3 separate regions of the Sus scrofa genome follow, and regions 1 and 2 are each linked to region 3. A link is a contact called in public HiChIP or PLAC-seq and promoter capture Hi-C data. All regions are on one chromosome and are shown on one strand. The core of a region is the stretch at or near the end of the contact, and the rest is flanking DNA. Distances in the headings are between cores, read along the strand shown. Region 1 overlaps STIP1 (stress-induced-phosphoprotein 1). Region 2 holds the start of FERMT3 (fermitin family homolog 3). Region 3 holds the start of BAD (bcl2-associated agonist of cell death).

Evidence for each region. Promoter capture Hi-C pulls out the DNA fragments that hold promoters and counts their contacts. HiChIP or PLAC-seq counts read pairs in DNA pulled down with a chosen protein or histone mark.
Region 1: an H3K27ac HiChIP or PLAC-seq map of skeletal muscle shows a contact between it and region 3. The contact joins the enhancer-like site here to the promoter of BAD in region 3. A contact is called at or near these places in 2 of 5 promoter capture datasets (fetal liver and fetal skeletal muscle), 4 of 47 Hi-C or Micro-C datasets (blood, liver, retroperitoneal adipose tissue and 1 more) and 2 of 2 datasets of contacts at active chromatin or transcription factors (alveolar macrophages and skeletal muscle).
Region 2: a contact with region 3 is called in a promoter capture Hi-C map of fetal liver, with 4 times the contacts expected there. The contact joins the promoter of FERMT3 here to the promoter of BAD in region 3. A contact is called at or near these places in 2 of 5 promoter capture datasets (fetal liver and fetal skeletal muscle), 7 of 47 Hi-C or Micro-C datasets (blood, embryonic fibroblasts, fetal liver and 3 more) and 2 of 2 datasets of contacts at active chromatin or transcription factors (alveolar macrophages and skeletal muscle).

The regions. Positions count from the first base shown.
Region 1 is chr2:7,928,296-7,930,995 of Sscrofa11.1, reverse strand. The region is part of intron 1 of STIP1 (stress-induced-phosphoprotein 1); the gene reads left to right. Among named protein-coding and RNA genes, the nearest start is that of STIP1, 9.4 kb to the left of the region's middle. Within about 2 kb of position 1,250, at least 17 of the 83 cell types and tissues checked have an H3K27ac peak or open chromatin away from gene starts, as enhancers often do. A contact at or near this core is called in fetal skeletal muscle and skeletal muscle, where this site is marked.
Region 2 is chr2:7,908,564-7,911,263 of Sscrofa11.1, reverse strand. It overlaps FERMT3 (fermitin family homolog 3), which reads left to right and starts at 1,372. Exons shown (of 15, transcript XM_003122594.4): 1 at 1,372-1,775; 2 at 2,292-2,464. The coding sequence starts at 2,305.
Region 3 is chr2:7,829,886-7,832,585 of Sscrofa11.1, reverse strand. It overlaps BAD (bcl2-associated agonist of cell death), which reads right to left and starts at 1,394. Exons shown (of 5, transcript XM_021082883.1): 1 at 1,215-1,394; 2 at 1,029-1,121; 3 at 928-1,026. The coding sequence starts at 1,113. GPR137 (integral membrane protein GPR137) reads left to right here and starts at 1,576. Exons shown (of 8, transcript XM_003122592.6): 1 at 1,576-2,095.

The DNA.
Region 1 (2,700 bases), core at 1-2,500, 99 kb before region 3:
CCTGGTGGCATCGGTGTCCTCACTGGACTCACCCAGACACAGCAGCTCTTTCATCTCCCACCCCCGCACCTCTCATGGGATATGTCCTGGCATACCAGCTAGGGTCCCCTCTGACCCTCAGGGAGCCAACATTCCTGTCCCCTTCCCAAAGCCAGGAGATGGCGGGGGACCTGCAGAGGGGTCCATGTCCAGCTGACAGAATTTGCTGGTGAACTGAACGTGGTTATGAAAGAGAGTCAAGGATGCCTCCAAAGTGTTCAGCCTGAACCAACCCAAGAATAAGGAGGCCACTGATGAGAGGGAAGTCAGGGGAGAAACAGCTTCAGGAGAGACTACTGGGAGCTTGAACATGTCAGGAAGTTCATCTGCCATCCAGGTGGAGACGTCAAGGAGGCAGCTGGGTAGACAAGTTTGGAACTCAGGAGCGAGCTCCGACCTGAAGCTAGAAATGCGGGAGTCCTCCGCTGTGGGATTTATAGCCCCAAGACTGGCTGAGATCACCCCGGGAGGGCGTGTGGATGGTGAGGCCCTGGACTGGGCTCTGGGGCTCTCTGACGAATAATTATCAGATAATAATTACCATCATTCTGGGGAACTTCCATATCCCCTGGGTTTGGCCCTAAAAAAGATTAAGAAAAAGAAAGAAAAAAAAAAGACCACCATTTTATTCCTTGAAGTATCTGGCAGTTACCGGCTCTTGGTGAGCTCACTGAATTGAGCACAACTCCACGGCACTTTATTCTCCCCTAGGCTTTTCCCACTAGTCAAGACTTGGATTCCATGTGACTGGGTAACTGAAAGTCGGGCAATGAAGACACTCTTGAGGAGTTTCTCAGAACCCAGAGTGGAGCTTCACTCTCCCTTGCAGAAGGAAACTCGAGTTGCCTTAAATTCCCACTCCAATAGTGGAAGTTCTTATGAAAACAAAATTCCACGTTGTACACACCCCAGAATTCTGTACCACACCCCTTCCCCAACCCCCACTCCTCCCTCCTGTGCTGAGTTTCATGAGCTCCAGCTGTTTCTTTTTTCCTGCTGTTGGGAGAACTTTAAAACTGGGGATTTGCTCTGCAGAGAATGTGGCTGCACTGGGTGACCCCTTCAGGTCAACTATTTGCTGCTGGATCTCTGGCTGCAGAGTTGACTCCAAACGCAGCGCTTGCCATTTTGCTCCCACCTTGAGAGCAGTAGCACGGAAATAGCAGCATGAGTCACTCTGGAAGCGACACACATCGCATGGGCCTGGACGCCCGCTGGGGAGCAGCTTCTGCTTGAGTTCCAGGGATCTGGGGAGGGGACACCGGCCAGCTGGCCTACATCACTGCCTCCCTCAGGAGGGCTCCAAGTACCAGTGGGGATTTGGAGAAGCCTGAGTTGATGAAAATGCTAAGAGCTAACATTTCTGAATGTTCAGAAGAGGCTTTACCATGACACCAAATAAGCTTAAGCCTCGGGGTCCCTCATTTGCACCCTTTCTAAAGCTCCATACTTTTTTTTTTTTAATTTCCCTGTTTCTTTTCTCAAACTTTTGTTGCAGGTCTGACAAGCCTTCAGCGTGGGCCGTTTTAACCCTCACAGTAACCTTGGGCCGTCATCGGCACTTCATCCTCTTCACTCACAGACAAGGACACTAGAGCATAAAAAATTCTTTGGGTTCCTTGGAAATTCCAAACTTGTTTCAGCCTCAGGGCCTTTGCATTTTCTGCTGCCCTGTCTGGAACGCTGTCTCTGATAGGCTTCTCATAATTCCAAGTCTAAGGGGCCTTCACTGACCACCCACCTCAGGTGCTCCTTCCCCGCCTCCCTGTTAACTCTTTTTTTGCTTTTTATGGCCACACCCGCAGCATATGGAAGGTCCCAGGCTAGGGGTCGAACTGCAGCTGCAGCTGCCAGCCTATGCCACAGCAACTCTGGATCTGAGGTGTGCCTGCGACCTATACCACAGCTCATAGCACCCTGGATCCTTAACCCACTGAGCGAGGCCAGGGATTGAACCCCCATGCTCATGGATACTAGTATGTAACCCACTGAGCCACAATGGGAACTCTTTCCTCTTAGCTCTTCATCCTGTGTTTTTTGTTTTCTTCATAGTGCTATGAATTACCTTCATTTGTGTTTTTTTTCTTGTTAGGGCCCCACCTGTGGCATATGGAAGGTCCCAGGGTAGGGGTTGAATCAGAGCTGCAGCTGAGGCCTAGGATACAGCCACAGCAATGTGAGATCCTTAACACTGAGCAAGGCCAGAGATCGAACCCAAATCCTCATGGATGCTAGTTGGGTTCTTAATCTCTTGAGCAACAAGAGGAATTCCATGTGCATTTATTTTTATTTAACAAATGCATATAGTATTTAGTCTGTTGTCAAACACTCTTCTCAGTATGTTATAAATATCAAATCATTCAATCCTCACAACTACTCTAATATTGAAGGTTTCTTGGGGATTCCTGATGTGGCTCAGTGGTAATGAACCCGACTAGTATCCACAAAGACACAGGTTGGATCCCTGGCCTCTCAGTGGGTTAAGGATCTGGCGTTGCCATGAGCTGTACTGTAAGTCAAAGATGTGGCTTGGATCTGGTGTGGCTGTGACTGTGGTGTGGGCCGGCAGTTGCAACCCTAGCCTGGGAACTTCTATATGCCATGGGTGTGGCCGTAAAAACCAAAAAAAAAAAAAGTTTCTCATGAGCATTTTAAAATGAA
Region 2 (2,700 bases), core at 123-2,622, 79 kb before region 3:
TGGTGCTGTTGCTCAGTGAACCATTGGAGGGAAATCGGAGGCTCCAGCCCAGAGAGGCCCAGCTCCTGAGGTTCAGATGAACTTCCAGTTCTCCACATTCTAATCTCAAATCCACAAACCAGTTAGACCCAAAGGATGCTGGATCTCACCCGTGAAACAAAACCAATTTCCATTGCAAGAGATGCTTCAGACCTCCCTTTTGGAGAGCTGAAGTCTGTCAGCTGCTGCTTGTTAAGTTTTACTTCTTAACTCCCTGCCCTGGACTGAGCCTGAGCACTTTATCATGGTTGCAACAAACTTTCTAAAACCTTGGCCTGGGGTTTCTTCTGGGGCTGGAATAAAACTTCCTCATTTGCTCCATGAGTGCAGCTTGTTGGTTAGGAAGCAGCTGAGGCCAGCAGCTGGCTGCACTTCCTGCAGCCTTGACTTTGCATAAACTGGCCCCTTGGGAATCCCCAGCAGGCCGCCTCACTCATTTGGGTGGCATAGTTCAAAAGCCACCTCCACAGGGATTCCTCTACCTTTGTTGCTACTGTCTCTTCAGGCTCTGTTCCATCCCCAAACTGATCATCTAGAAAGTTGGATTTCTGCTTGGGGAGTTCCCATTGTGGCACAGCGAAAACGAATCTGACTAGGAACCATGAGGTTGTGGGTTTGATCCCTGGCCTTGCTCAGTGGGTTAAGGATCCGGTCTTGCCATGAGCTGTGGTGTAGGTCGCAGACTCGTCCCGGATCTGGCATTGCTGTGGCCATGGCATAGGCTGGCAGTTGTAGCTCCAATTCAACCCCTAGCCTGGGAACCTCCATGTGCTGAGGTTGAGGCCCTAAAAGGACAAAAAACAAAGAATTTCTGCTTGGGAGCTGCTGGTGAATATAAGGCCTTGCTCCCAAAGCTCAGGTACCCGTGTGGGTGATAGGCAGGAAGATGATGGGCTGCCAGGAGTCTCCAAGTCCCGTGTGTGTATGGACTTAACAGGAGTGAGCCTCGTGGGCCCTGGCCTAGGGAAGCACGAGCAGGTGGTGCCACAGTGGCGGAAACAAGTCTGGAGCCTTAAGACCTGAAGGTGCGGGGCAGGCAGGTTGGGAGACATCAGGGCTAATTTCTGTTCAGCCACTCCCGTGGGCAGCTCTCTGGCTGACAGGTTTGGAGGTAGAAGTCCCTGCTTGGGCAGAAAAGACAAAGCGGGTATTTCCCTCGGGGTTGGGGGGCTTTCACGGATCTGCTTTGTGGTGATAAAGGGCCTCCTAGGCTTGAGCTGACTTGACCTGCCAAGTTCCCAAGCAACCCGGATCCCACCCACAGCTCCCCCTCTTGGCAGCAGAGTGATGCGTACAGCCCAGAGACCCCCCCACCTCATGACAGGTTGGAGATGAGAGATGGCTTTCTCTAGGGGAACATGATTTGGTAACTTCTCTGATTTGAATTGAGCTTTCCTCCAAAGGAAGGGACTCTTGGCGTGGTCTTGGGTCCCCAAGCCCCACTTGCTTCCTGTGCTCACTGGGAGCAAAGGCAGGGCCCCAGTGGAACCCTCACCGCCACCGCCACCTCCACCTCCCTACTGGCAGTTGCTTCCTGCACCCAGCTCCAGCCCGCCCTGGGGAGGGGCTGAGCCCGCCCTGTTCATGATAAGACGCAAGGGCTGCCCTCTGAAGAAAGCTCCAGAGAGAAAGCGGAGGGGAAAGAAGCGAGCAGTGGCCTGCAGGTGTGCGGGCTGAGGCCAGGAGTGGCTCACACCCTGACCCCCCACCAGCAACCCCACCCCCTTGCAGACAAGGTAAGTGGGTGGGAGGCCGGAGGCCCAAAGACCCTTGTCTTCCCCGGCCTCCCGGTGCCCCTCTGCCCAGCGTGCCTCTCTCCATGTGGCAGCCTGGACTTCCCACTGCCCTAGAGAGGCTCCGGCTGGTTTGGGGTGATGGAGCTGAGCTTTGGGCCTGATCCGGACTATTTTCTGACCTGGGTTTACAACCATTTCCAGGGTGGGCAGCTGCCAGTGTGGGCTTGGGGCCGGGCTACGGGCATGGAGCTGAGTCATCTTGAGGGAGCCCCTTCCTCTCTTACCCGCCCTCATCTTCCGTCTGGTACGAAGGGAGAGGGCTGGGTGACGTGGTCGCCGAGGGTCCCTCCAGCTCAACCATCTCCGCTCTGCCTGGAACGACTCGGCCCGTGTCTTGCTGCCGTTGGGGCGTTCTGGCCCGAGGGCTCACTCTCTCCCTCCCGCTTGCCCCGGGGAACCACGGGCGACCTGCCAGGCCCCGGTTGCCCACCCAGCGTCCTGCCCACCCTCCCGCAGAGCCACCGCAGCCATGGCGGGCATGCAGACAGCCACGGGGGACTACATCGACTCGTCCTGGGAGCTGCGGGTGTTCGTCGGAGAAGAGGACCCCGAGGCCGAGTCGGTCACCCTCCGGGTCACAGGGGAGTCGCACATCGGTGGGGTGCTCCTGAAGATTGTGGAGGAGATCAGTGAGTGCCCACGGGTCCCCTGGCACTTCCGGGCCGGCCCTGCTGCGCAGCTCTCGATAACAGAGTCGCAGTGACTCAGGCAGCAGCTTAATCATTTGGTTCCAAAAAAGATATTTCCCCAACTTAACTTCCGCTCCCTCCCGCTGTCTTTCCTTCCTCCCCTCCAACTGGCTTTGCTAAGACCCCAAGGGGCAGCCCCAGTCCCCCGTTCACCCACTTCTGGGCAGGAGAGGCCT
Region 3 (2,700 bases), core at 145-2,644:
GGACTTCTTTTATCTGGTCCTCGATGTGCCCCTGGCGGCTGGGACAGCATGTAGCACACACTAAGCACCTGATACAGAGGGTGAGAAGGGACAGCTATGTAGGTGGTGGAAAGCTGTTCCAAGCAGAAAAACAGCAACTGCAAAGATCAGGAAGTTAAAGAAAGCCGGAGGAGTTCAGCCCCAGACAGCAGGCTGGGGCGGGGGCCTTAATAAGCCGTCCTGCTCCTGAAAAGGAGGAGGGCATGGTTTCAGCCTCAGCAGGCGAGGGACCCGCGCTTTGTTTTCGGAAGATCTCTGTGGTTGCTCCAGGTGCCAAGCCTTGGGCAAGGCACCGGGGAGGTGGGGACTACTGAGCAGTGGCCACTGCTGCCCTCCAGTGCTCATCCTTCCATCTCAGCGCTGGATCCTCTTCCTAGGGGGACCAGGACAGCCTAGGCCTCCCCAGTCCCACACAGACCTGCTGCCGGTAGGGCTGTCTGCTTCTTGGGGGTCACCCGGCCCTGGTAACTGAACATACCTGGGGGCTAGAAGTCCCAATCCAGGGGAAAGTGATAGCCTGGGGCAGGGCACTGTGGAGTCTCCTGGCCCAGCTATACCACAAGAAATGTGTGTGGCCTTAGGCAAGTCACTTCCCCTTTTGGGCTGCCTCTCAGGGATTCTGTCCTGGTCCTACACTAATAGTTACATACTTTGACCACTTACTAAGCATCAGCTCTATAATTAAGTGTCTCTTAGGTATTCCTGGTAATCCTGCCAACAACAGTAGTGACTAATTACTCCGATTTACAGAAGAGGAAACTAAGGTGCAGAGAGGTTAGGGACCCCCTCAAAGCCACCCAGTGAGGGGGGACGTGGCTGGGGTGCAGGGAGCTCCCAAGCCAGAGGCAAGGTGGACAGGCAGGTGGTTGTTGGGATGGGGGTGCCTACCTCCATGGTGGCTGCTGCTGGCCGGCTGCCCCTGCTGGTGACCAGCTTCCCCCAGGTGGCCTGGGGCCGTGCGCCAGGGCTTGCTGGGGCCTGGGGGTCTGTCCCTGTGGGGCTGGGGCCCAGGCCCCTGTCTGCAGGGCTGGAGTCTTCCTGCTCACTCTGCTCAAACTCTGGGATCTGGAACATGCTCTGGGCTGTAAGGGCAAGACGGCAGGTAGTTAGGACCCAGCTGTGGCAAAGGCTGGCCAGCTGGTTGGGGCACAGGTACCCCTGGCTCCCTCTCCCACCTCCAAGCCCCAGGTCCTCCCTGCCTCCCAGGCCCCCATCCCTCGGTTGAGTCTGGCCTGGTAGGAAGCTCAGCGTATCCACCCAAGATCTAAATCTCTCAGAGCTCTGAGGCTGCAGAGCAGCCCCAGGCCTCTACCCAGGCCTCGGGCCAGACCCGCCCCGTCGTCACGGCACACAGGTCTCACCCCAAGCCCGATCTCAAGGCCCCTAATTGGGGCCTGTCCCCTCCCTCTGGCACTAAAGGAGCCCAGCCCTAGTTGCCTGGGCAACGGCAACTGTCACTGACCCGGCCCAATCAGCTCTCGAAATGTCACTAGCTAGGTCAGCAGGCGGGGCCGCTACGGCTCCGGCCCCGCCCACCGCCTTCCTCCGGGGTCCCTGGTTCAGCTCCGGACTTCCTTATTCCTTGGGTGTGTGTGGAAGCAGATGAGGGATTTTCTGGGATGCCCATTTGGGGACCAGCTCCTACTGACAAGTCCTTCGGCTCCTCTGGGCCTTAGTCCCCACCCTTGTAAAATGCGGATAATGACACCTCCCTCAGGAGCCAGTGATCCTTGTAAACAGAGTGGTGATTACTGTGGGTGAAAACACAAGCCGTAATTGAAGCTCGGCCGTCGGATGCAACGGTTGTTGAGGTGTCACTGCTCCGTCTGAACCGGGTGATCGGCTCGGGAAGTCCCCCTTCCTCCTCCCCGCAGTGGAAAGCTCGCACCGCCCGCGTCAGGGGCGCCACTCCTCGCGCCAGCTCGGGAGCACTCGAGATAAGCGAGGGGGCCTCCACCCTGGCGGGATGACGTCCCCGGCGGAGAAATGGCCGGGGCCCCTGTGAGGGGGGACCATAGGACTGGCGGGGCCTTGCGCCTGGCAAGCGGCTGGCCAGGTGAGCGGGACCGCCGCCGGCCAGGGCGCGGGCGGGCGGGCTCGCGCGGGCTGCGGGGCCCCGGGGCCCCGCGGGTTAAGGCCCGGGGGCGGGTCCCGGAGGCCATCTTGGCTGCGGGCGGAAGTTTCCTTCAGAGCCCGGGTGAAGGGAAGTCGTTACCGCCCCAGGTCGGGCAGCAGGATGTCGATTTGGGGATGGAGAAGCGAAACATGGGAACTGGCGGCCCCCTAACCAGGCAAAGGCCGGTGGCCCGGGGCACGGCCCACCCGGGCGCCGGCCGGATGCGGCGTGGCCCGAGCGTCACGGCCGCCCGCCGCCTCTCGTAACCCCTGGCGCCCGCCGCCCGCGCAGCTCGCGCCAATTCTCGGAACAGCTCCGCGTCGGGTGCGGCGCGGGGCTGCGGAGCAGGGGCCAGACTCCTGAGCAATTTGCGTAGCGGACGGCGCCCGCGCAGGCGCAGGAGGGGGCGGAGCCGCGGGAGCCGGGGAGCCGGAGCCCCGGGTCCCAGCGACCGGAGCCCGCTCCTCCAGCGGCGGCTTGAAGATCCGGCGTCGGCCTCCTTCCGCCCCCTACGGCTGCAGAGTGGACGCAGTGTGGGGTGGTGC